2 separate regions of the Gossypium hirsutum genome follow, and region 1 is linked to region 2. A link is a contact called in public Hi-C data. All regions are on one chromosome and are shown on one strand. Each heading gives the region's core, a stretch centred on a gene start, on an enhancer-like site or on the middle of the called end of the contact. The rest is flanking DNA. Distances are from core to core; before and after follow the strand shown. Region 1 holds the start of LOC107893678 (RNA-binding KH domain-containing protein RCF3). Region 2 overlaps LOC121212459 (a long non-coding RNA gene).

Evidence for each region. A called contact is a pair of places that touch in the nucleus more often than the background predicts.
Region 1: a Hi-C map of leaf shows a contact between it and region 2, with 2.0 times the contacts expected there. The contact joins the promoter of LOC107893678 here to the enhancer-like site in region 2. A contact is called at or near these places in 7 of 34 Hi-C or Micro-C datasets (callus and leaf).

The regions. Positions count from the first base shown.
Region 1 is chrA13:22,487,152-22,492,921 of Gossypium_hirsutum_v2.1, reverse strand. It overlaps LOC107893678 (RNA-binding KH domain-containing protein RCF3), which reads right to left and starts at 2,464. Exons shown (of 10, transcript XR_005907329.1): 1 at 2,260-2,464; 2 at 1,405-2,038; 3 at 504-866; 4 at 164-418; 5 at 1-81. LOC107893677 (a long non-coding RNA gene) reads left to right here and starts at 4,328. Exons shown (of 4, transcript XR_005907456.1): 1 at 4,328-4,697.
Region 2 is chrA13:22,303,854-22,309,692 of Gossypium_hirsutum_v2.1, reverse strand. It overlaps LOC121212459 (a long non-coding RNA gene), which reads right to left. Exons shown (of 3, transcript XR_005907675.1): 2 at 5,531-5,839; 3 at 5,257-5,408. Among protein-coding and RNA genes, the nearest start is that of LOC121212459, 5.8 kb to the right of the region's middle. Within about 2 kb of position 2,997, at least 3 of the 9 cell types and tissues checked have an H3K27ac peak or open chromatin away from gene starts, as enhancers often do. A contact at or near this core is called in leaf, where this site is marked.

The sequences.
Region 1 (5,770 bases), core at 1,215-3,714, 180 kb before region 2:
TTCTCTTTCAAATATATTGGCTCTCAGCCGCAACAGTACTTGCGAAAAGGCATTGCTAGCAACATCAAGACCTCCAGTAATCTGTACAGCATTGGAAGATAAAAATTCTATCAAAAGTCTGACTATGACATCGAGTGTGCACACCAAAAAGCATATTATTCACCTGCACCATTTCTTCATCTTCATATGCAACTTTGGGAAGGTTTTCCTTAGAAAGTATGCGAATACTAGCCCTAGTAGCATTCCTCATCCCAGATATTATTGCCCCACCTTTACCGATAAGGCATCCAACCTGTGAACTTGGAACAAGTAGACGGGTGGTGATTACAGAATCACCTGATTCTCTTTCTGTTTTTTCACTGCATCGTGATTGCAAGCGCAAAGCAGCATTGATGGTAGGGGATGGGTCTTCAATGAACTGCAGAGATATAAATAATGAGGCATGACATATAAATTCCACAATGAGAATCTAAGCTTAACTTTAAGAATTAATGTATTCTTACCTCTTTTGTTGATATGAATATAATGCAATCATCTCCTTCAGCTGCAGAGCTATCAACTTTAATCGATGCCCCAGACTCCTGTCTAATCTGTTTGATAATACCACCACCTTTTCCAATCACACCCCCAATATTTCCAACCGGGCATACCAAACGAAGAGAAAACTCCCTTGCAGAACCATCATCTCTTCTAGAAGAATAATTTCCATAAGAACCAATAAGGGGGGCATTCATGTACATCCCACCTGATGGATTCATATTAGATAGAGAGGAGAGAAGCAAGTGCTGGGATCTTGAAGGGTTATCATGAAGGCGAGATGCCACCTGATAAAGAGCCTTCCTCACAACAGAGGGCTCTCCAATTATCTGAAATCCCCATAGAGAAACTGAATGAATAAACAAGAAGGCCGCAAGATGATTCAAAATCTCCTAATATGCAGGCAACTCAAAACATTTTCAAGAATGCTAATAATATACAGTTACAACATAAGGACACATTTTTAGGTAAGAACTGTCTGGTCAGAAGCCTCATGGAGATCAATCAACAGATCTTCCAAATCCCATCACTTATAACAGGAGAACATAAAAGTAGAAAATAAAGACTCTTCCCTTTTCTAGGAAGACTGCTTACTACCATTTCTTTTCAACTTAGCAACACTGTGAGCAATAAAAGCTGTTAGCTAAAACCAACTTCTAGACCTTTCATTTCCCTTTAAAGGAATCTTCCATTCAAACACTCGTCATATCCATACATCTATTACCTATGGTTAAGTCTTGCAATAAATTAAGAAATTAACTCTACAGGAGATAATATTCAGGTAAATGGCCAATATTTTTTCTCTTATTTATTAAAAAAAGGGCATAACACATGCTATATCTTTTTCATATGAGAAAACAACTTTACCTGAAGAAGCTCATCTGAAGTCAATGCACACGGAGGTAAATGCTCATTGCTTAAAACCCGAATCTGAGCATGTGTTTCACTCCTTATACTTTGAATCACTTGTCCACCTTTCCCAATAACACAACCAATCTGGTCAGATGCCACAAGCATTCTCACAGTAACCACATGTGTCTGCTCCTCCAAATCCTCATCAGCAGGCAACTCTTCCGCGACAACCCTATCGTGTACCCTAAACAAAGCATCCTGAGCAGGCGAAACAAGCTCATCACCAAATGGATTTGTTTCCTCACTGGAACTATAAATCATAACAACCCTCTCCTCGCAACCCGGCAGAGCTTCACAAATCCTAATGTTCGACTTACTATCTAACCTCAACTGTTTCACAATCTCACCACCTCTTCCTATAATACTCCCAATCCTTTTCACATGACATAAATAACGGTAAACGGTATCTTCAGGCCCAATCCCATGCTGTTGTTCATTTTCCTCACCAGCATTTCTTCTCTTAACACCTCCTCCTCCATTTCCAGCGTAATCAGGCTGAAAATGAGATCTTTTACCGTAATCATTTCTTTGACCAGCCATAACAACCAACTTAGTTTCAATTTCTCGATCTTACAACTTCTTAAATTAACTGCAGCATTCCAAAATAAAAAATCGGATTCAGAAAAAAAAATATTGATCAATTTCCTAAACTCCCTTAAAGACTTAAATTATAACATGCTTAATTATAACAATATCATTAACAATCAGACATTAAAAAAATTGAAAGAACAATTAATAACTAAAAATAATAGAACAGATCGAATAACTATAATAATAAGAAAAATAAATTAAGAATGGAAGAAAAATTACGGGGGAAACAAAGGAACGGAACGGTAGAAAAGAAACAGAGAAACGTCGGGGGGAGTTCGATTGCTGTATCGAGAAATATGAATACGAAGGTACTCGGTGATTGTTCTGTGGGAAATATCTTCGGTTGGTGGTTTTTTATTTCTTTTCTTTTTAGGGTTCGAAGCGTGACCGCATGTTCACGTGCCTGACAGATACTTCCTTTTAAATAACACTTTAAACGATTGGTTTTGACTCTAAATTATATTGGAAAGGGTATACTATACTATATAAGTTTTTATTTGATCACTTAATTAAAGGAAGTTACAACTTGATCATAGAATTAAAAAAAGTTTTAGTTGAAGTCACTAGATTATTAAGTTTTTTTTTTAAAGTTCTATTAGAAATTTTTAAGTGACGATTTGATGATCCATATAGTAGATCAGTATGGTGGATCAGTAACCATCAACGAGTAGAAGAACATATCTTAAATCCAAGTCGATCTAATAGTTAGTGCCAAAGATCAGAGAAAAAATTATTTAAATTTCTGTTCGTAGATTTGTGATGTCCAAAATTATTTCATAAAAAAAACGAGCTATAGGAGAGAAGGGGAAAGAGAACTTTTGATTGATGTATGTAGTGAGAATAGAGAAAATCATATATCATTAGTTTTAACAGTTCAATGACTTAAATGAAAACTTTTGAATTGTTCAATAATCAAATTGTAACTTTTTTAGTTAAGTGACCAAAACGAAAACTTACTCATAGTTTAGTGACTAATGGCGTAGTTTACCCTATTAGAAATTCTATTACAAACCCATGCATGTAAAAATCACGTTTTTAGAGCCCAAATGTATATTTAAAAATAACATATAATAAAAAATGAAATGTATGGTTTGAAACTAATTAATAATATCATATGAAATATATACGGTATAAGAATAAAAAATTAAATTAAATTATAAGTAAAACAAAACTTAAACACATAATACATCATATTAAGAATACTAAATGAATATATCAATCATAAGTTGGCTTCGAGTTAAATAGCAGTATATATATATGCAATTGATGAAGATAATAAAATGCGCACAATAAAATTAAAATATATAAAAAAGATTAAAATAACTCTTTGGTTTAGTGGTAAATTTAAAGTTTTAGCAATGCAATTCGTGTGGTTCAAATCTCAAAATATACCTGATAACTTCATATTTGGAGTTATCCTAGTATAATTTTTATAGTATTTTAGGAGGTAAATAAAGCATTTAGGTTAGAATTTATTACATTTTATAGTTTTTTTCAAATTAATTATATTTTATTTGAATCTTAGTTTAGTATTATCATTTTTAGGGTTAGTTCGGATTTACTTGTTATTTTTCTCTCTAAATTGTAGGTACCGGATGAAGAATGGAAGACTTGGAGTAGTGAAGAGAAGTTTTTTGCTCTACTGGATTTGTTTTAGTGTAGTGAAGTATAAGCTTCAATTCAAAATTTCAGACAGCATGCAGTCTACTTCATTGCAGTTCTACTTATGGTGGAGTGGAATTATTAAAACCCTAAAAATAAAAGGTGACATGATTTAAGGGAAAAGGGGAAAAAAGGAAGAAATCAACTTGGAGGTGAAGGAACAATTCTTTCACGCTAAAGGGAACTTCAAGCTTGTAAAAACGAGAAGAGAAAGAGATTCTGAGTGCTCAACATTAGTTTGATAATCATTTTTATCCCTTGATTATTTTCTTTATACTTTTTTCTCAATACAAGCTTGTTTTAAATTTCTACTTGTGATATTTTTTCAACTCAACATGAAGTAAAATCTATTTTCTTGGAATGGTAATGGATCCTATTCTCTTAGTTAATTAAATATTTTCTCTTTAATTGTTTTTATCTTTGTTAATTATTTATCAGTTTCATGCTTATTTAATTTATTTGTCTGACCATCAAGTTGCATTAATTTAATAATCTCGATTTATCTTGGGAGAGAAAATTAAGGTTTAGATCTAAATTGAATAGATTAAGATTAAATTTAATAATATGGAGTTAATTTGCATCTAGGATATAAATAACCATGATGCCCCCAATTAAACTTTTAGTGGCGTTTAGAGTGAAAACTCCTGCAAAGGTAGAACTTTTAGCGGCGTTGATATTGAAAAACTCCACAAATATATAATATTAATGGTGCTAAATGAAGAACGCCGTAATAAGTCATTCTATGGTGGCGTATATGGAAATAGCGCCATAAAAGGTAAAGAAATAGTGGCGGTTTTTCCTAAACGCCGCCAAAGGTAGAAAGGAAAATGGGAAAGAAAATTGCGATTGACGACACAAAACAAAGCAGGAGCAACTTAGCTGATCTCCGTCTCCCTGCCTCAAGAGAAAAAGGAAGTATCTGCGAGAGGGAGATACATTGCCATGATTCTCGTGGTTTTATTCGCCAATTCTGAAGGCAACATCTTAGTTGAACGGTACGTCTGCCCCTCCATTTTCTCCCATCCCATCCTATGCTTTGATTTCTTTTGCAAATTTTTCCAACTATGCTCTTTATCGCTTCTAGTTTGTTGAATTAGTTGAATATTTTTTGAATAGATGTAGATCGTTAATGGGGCTTTTTTTTATGCAAATCAAATAATTTTATTCTACTTTCTGGTTGGGACTTGATTTGGTAGAAATTGGAAATGGATGATGTTTGGCAAACACAACATCTGTTATGTCTGTTCATGATCTATGAAATTGGAAATGGGATTTTATTTCTTTTTTATAACATAATTGAACATTACCTTAGGGATTATGTTTTATTTCAAAGATATGGTTTTCTTCAAAACTGTGTTTTGTTATAAAATTTAAAATTTAAAATTCTAAATTCAAAATTTTTTTGTTTAATGCCATGGAAAATTAGATTTTGTTTTTAAAATATGGAATGAACCATTTCATTTCACGAACACAATTTGCTCTACATTTTCTTTCAAAATTTTTCTCACATCTTTCAATAATTTTTTAAGCTTTTGATTCTTATCAATCAATCTTGAAAAGTTTTACTTCTAGCAAAAATTTCTATGTTTTTAAGATCAAAACATGATTTTTCATTTTTTTCTATTTTTGTAAGAATATGGAAAAGAAGGGAGATCGATTTCTTGACTGTTCTTGACTTTGATTTCTAGAAAATCCAACTAGGCAATGATGATGTAACTTATTAATGATTTTCTATCCATGAAACTTAATTTCTAATGATTTCCTCATTTTTAAAACTATGCTCATGTTCGTTGGGTTAGAGAGAGTCGAGATTTCTAAGATTTCTTGTTGTTTTGCAGGTTAGATTTACCGTTCTAATGAGATCTCTTGTTGTCTAAGTGAGGAAAAGTTGAGTTTTCAATAGAGAATTCAATGTTTTTAGGTTAGTTTTAAGTTCTTAAGTATGAATATAAGGTTAGATTTGAGTTATGGTAAGTTTCAATTTGAATTCTTGAAAGTGGGCATTGAAGTGAGAAAGTGTACTGCTAAATCACATTGCATGATTTTGTTGAATTTTAAAGTTTTTGAT
Region 2 (5,839 bases), core at 1,748-4,247:
AGCCTATTCCATAATCTAGCGGCGATCTTCTCCTTCATCACATCCTGTAAAATTTCGTTAGAGAAATGTAGATGTAACTGTGTTAACGCTTTTCGATCCTTGCGCTTCTTCTCTTCCTCTATCAATGTTGAAGGCATATTATCTACCCCTAGCAGGGCTTCCTCTAAGTCCATCTGTGCAAGAACTGTCTGCATCTTTTTCTGCCACAATGCGAATCTGGTGTTGCAATCCAACAACGGAATTTCATACTTCAAAGACGCCATTACGTGATTGAGATGAACAATCCGGAAGCTCGGATACCAATTTGTGAATAAATAAAATGTCAGTAATGACAATATATCGCAAAAAAATAGAAATAAAAATAAAGAACACAGATTTTACGTGGAAACCCTTTTGGGAAAAAACCATAGGCAGAGGAGAAGAAAATTCACTATGTCAAATTCTAATCATTACAAGAGGAATATACTATGTCTATTTATAGGCTTGTAAAATCATATTCTAATAGGAGTGTAGTAAGATTGAAACACCTTATTATAATCAATATCAAATAGATGAAGTTTAATAAGGTTTAAAAAACCTTATTCTAAAATAAAATAAAAGAAGTGTAGTTTTATAGGAATTTTACTTTTATTTTGTTTTACCACTGTATTTTATTTAAACAAGAATTCGAGTCACTTAATTCTAACATGATATATAAATAAATTTAAACTATATGTCCTCTCTTATAAATTTCTTCAAATAAAGAAACTTTAAAGAACTTATGTAAATGGTGAAGAAATTAACACTTATTTATAATTTATAGTGTAAGTGTGAACTATAAGAGTTTTCTAAGACAATGTGAGATTTATAAAAACTGTAATATAAACATTACATGCATTTCATTATGTAGCCAAAACATTTTAATATAATATATATTATGATATAAAAAAATCATAAATAATATATATTATTATATATATAATATAAATAACTTTAATCTATAGTCCTCTCTCATGAATTTCTTTAAATGAAGAAATTTTAAAAAAATATATTTAAATAGTGAAGAAATCAGACACTTTTATGGTGCAAACATTTCTCTTTCATATAATATAAACTATTATATATAAATAATAATATATATTACTATATATAAAAAATAAAAAATAAATATTATGATATAAATAAATTTAAACTATAATTCTGAAATTTTAAAAGAACTTTTGTAAATAATCAATAAATCAACAGTTATTTATAATTTAAGTGCGAGCTATGAAAATGTTTTATAATCAATGTGAAATTTAAAGTATAAGTGTTGAGTACGGAGAGAGAAATGTTTCACCAATTCATCTATATTCATGTATATGTGCTTTTGGAAGCAAGGAAAAATCATATTTATGAGTCAAAAGGCATAAATTTTTTTCATATTGGCCAAAGAAATAATGGGGATAAGTTTTTGACAATTACCCAAATGAACCTGATAAGAGATACATAACATATCCGATATGAAGCTTGAATTCAAATTGGTTACCCCACATTGAAAAGAGAAAGAAAAAAAAACTCAGTCTTAGGCCATACAAGAGAAAGGGAAATGAAGTCCAAATCAAAATGCACATATATATAATTCAAAGCAGTTGAGCAAACATATTGGCCCCTATAGGCTACATGTAAGACTATTCATAAGCAAAAATAATCAACTTGGTTCAATTAATTGGCAACCTACCTAAGAACTTGGTGTTATATACTAACAGATTATTGCTTCTTTTATTGGAAAGAAGTCCCAGCCTGCATTTATAGCTATTAGGGTTGTTTAAACTGAACTATTTCAAATGGGTTTTGCTTTGTATTTAAAGATCATTTTAGTGCTTTACAACATCATTACTCTGCCTGTCATTAAAACACTTCTAAGCTTTCGTTTTTGTTTTGGGTGGATGACCTTAGTTATTGTGATGTGGAGCTGGATTCAATTAGCCAGAAAATGACCCTTTTTTCAAAGTATCTTAACTTTTATCTTTCTAGGTTAGGTTTTAAAAATCTTAATTCTGAGGTGGAGATTTTGGAGATTTTTCAATGGATAAATTCATAGCATGAAATATTTTGAGAAATTTTGTTCTAAGTCAAATTGATTTAACATTAGTTTTTATTTATTTATAGTATTTAATATTATCAAATTACATTGCATCGCTTTTATAGAAAAAAATTGTCATAATTCAAGATAGAGTTATGGATGTTGCTAGAAGTCTTGACCTTTCTAAAAATGATAAAATTTTGATTTAATTTTTTAAAAATTATAAAGATATAGACTATTAAAATAGTAAGATTGCACTTTTATTATCATAAAAATATATAATTTAATTCCGATCCCCCAGAAATATTTTTAGCTTCACCTCTAGCCATAACTAGAGAAATCTAAACCCAAACTTTTTCTTTAGTATAATTAAAGTATTTATCATGTCTATTTTAGAGTTTATAAAGTTTAATCTTTACGAAGTTCATGTTTACATTTCCTATATTAGGATTTAATTCTCCTTAAGAGTATAATGTATTTTACCATTGTACTTGACACTTTATTTTTATATATTAAATCCAAACTTTTAACATGAAATTAAAAAACTTTCGTATATCTATTTTTTATATATTTTATCTTATTTATCACATCCCAAAGAGTAATTCACCATGAACCTTATGCGTTGGCTTGATGGCCAAGATATTCACTGCCCTAGGTGTGACTTGAGTTTGAATTGCGCTAATTACGTTATTGTTAGGACTTTACCCTACTCTTATAATTCAAAAATAATAATAATAATAATTCACCACATTTACTCCATTAAGTTTCCTTTTAATGATATCATTATTATATCTTCCTTTTTGCTATATAGAGCTATCTATTTCATGGGTGTGGGTTACGTAGTGTTCTCTTTATAAATTGCCATAAAGCGTAGTTAGATGGCATTGGACCATTTATTTTTATAGCTAAGCCATAGGATAGGAGACGTGAAAAATGTGGGTGAATTTATCGTGTGATAGGCACCAAACATTCAACCCAACTCATCCTGAAATGGGCCTCCCATTAATCTGGGCCACTCTTTGTTTACAACATTGCACGTGGTTTTCAACATCACCGTTTTCTTTTCTTTTCTTTTTTTGAGAAACGCCTTTTAATTTTCTAAATTATCGGTTTTGTTTTTCCAACATCCCCCTTCCACATATTAATATTGCTTTTTTTTTAATTTTTAAATCATAAAAAATTAAAAATTAATTATATGTTAAATAAAAAATATAATATAATTTAATTTTAAATCATCGCAATTTCTAAACCTACATTTTATAAATCGTCTAACTACATTAATTTAGATCAATGTTAAATTTTTCTAAGTAGACACTACTCACATCCAACTTGCAAGAGAATCAAGTCATAAAGTTCAACTCTTCCAAATAGGCATTTATTCATTTCCATACGAAACATTGTTATGAAAATAAAAAACTTGATTGAGACATAAAACCTAAAAAAAATAATAACTTGAGATTATTCCAATGGAATTTTCCAACTTAATCATGGATTGGATTAGACTAGTTTGGTCATTAATATCAAATACATATTGTTGGTTTCATATATAGAAATTAAGAGATTATGGTAATTAGACAAATAATTAGCTAGGTGATTAGTGTTTAAATCACAAGGGAAACAATATACTACAAGTTGAAATTATTGGCTACATATGGCAGACAACAGGATTGTGCTCTTTGTTAGGTACAAAAGAAATTTTTTTCACCTTATGAGAAATTATGCTTTTTTCTTTTCCCTCTAAAAGGAAATTTGTTTTCTCTACTCAACTTGGGCATATAGATACTATAATGATAGCTTATTATTGCATTGTGGTTATAACATTAATGATTAAGTAAGCATCTAGGCATTGTACCATCAACTTTGGATAGTCGTAATTAACTTCTTAAATTAGAGAAAAATCGAAAGAATAAGTAATTAAGTAGGCAAAAGAATTTCCTTAAAATCAAAGTTGTTTAACATTTTAGATGTAATTGTATGCACAATTGTTTAAAAAATAATACTCATCAAATCCACAATTCTTTGAAGGACAGCAAAATAATTAGGGTTTTTCTTTTCTTTGGTTTCCAACCTGCCATCATTAACATGTTCATAATTTAGTATGATTTGATTTGTTCAGCTAGCTCCCAGCTAAGCTAAGTTTATATATTTCTCCAAACAAACTGATGTAAAATGTTCCACCAACTCTGATAGTGGCGGGCCTTTTCCATGTTGGAGGTTATAATATCGAACCTTATAATTTGTATTTGAATGCCCAAGTGATGTACTATTTTAAAAGAATGTTTTTGATGTAATTTTGGTGGTCTACTTAATCTTAATTGGATTATGTAATCGTCAAATTAAATAATTCCACTAATTTTAATATTTTTGTGTAGGAGTTAGTATTAATGAATTTGTGGGGTTTTTTAAACTCTATTTATATGAGAGTTCTTGTATCGTGATTGAAGTATTGATAAAATTTAACACCCCAACATTAAGAGTGAATATTTTTTAAAATTAAAATCTTCTTTAAAATAAAAATTAAAAAAAGAAATATAGTTAGTAAATCCCAAACATATGATATACAAATAATAATAATAACAATAATAATAAGGGTGATGTTAGGATCCACCTGATTTAAGCAACGAACAAGTAAAAATAACAGAATAAATTGAGAAATTGAACACACAAATTTAATATGGAAAAACTCCTCCAAAGAGAATAAAAAAATCACGGGTAAAGATAATTATACTATATTGGCAAAAGAACGAAGAGTACAAAAATGGAGATAAAAACTAAACCCCGAAAACCCGAAAACAAAGAGCCCTCAAAACGTAAACACAAAATTCTCTAAATGTGTTATGGTTCTAATATCTAATGGGTGTATTTTCTAAGGTTGTAAAAGACCCTATTTATAGGAAAAATAGCAAGTCAAATAAACTATACTAATAAATGCTAAATATCTAATAAATACTAAATCTTCTAGAAAAAAAAATATTAGAATTTGGATCACACAACTCTAACAATTTCCACCTTGATTCAACGCCATCTTTGCCAAAGCCCACCACAGGCCTATCTTGAACTATGCAGGGAATTAACTGAGTCGAATCTGTGCTTAGAAGCTGGAAAACTACTAGCCTTCGACTTGTGCACTGCCAAATCAAAACTAACCCGGTATGATTTTCACGTACACAGTGCCCTAACTTTTCAAAACTTGCATCCAAAAGAGAACCTCTCTTTAACGAAACGGTCATACCTTTTTCCCTTCTATGACCAAGTTGCCTCCGCTCCAAATGAGTTGACTTCGATTCCGTAACGGACAAGGGACGTCCGATTTCACCGGTCACTGTAGATCCTTCCAGTATATAAAGACTCCCGATTCTTTTGCCTTTTAACAAAACAAAAGCTCCATAAGATACTTTAATACCGCTTGAATCGATGTTGATTCTGCATCTTTTCAAGTCTAAAATATTCAAGGAAATGAGATTCTTTCGTAAATCAGGTACATACCTGACATCTGAGAGTGTCTTAATCGTCCCATCGTGTGTCCTAATTTTAACAGTACCAATACTAATTACCTTACTGGATGAATCGTTTCCCATGCGCACAACTCCACCTTCAATCAAACTGTACGTGGAGAACCATTCTCTATTGGAACACATGTGGAAAGAACATCCCAAATCTAGGATCCACTAGGACGTGAGCTCGGAGTTATCACTCTTTGACACTAACAAGAAATCATCACCACCTTCATTGGCCAAATTAGCGCCAACTACATCTTCCTCGTTACTCTCAGCAGCTCTTTTATTTCGCAGTTTA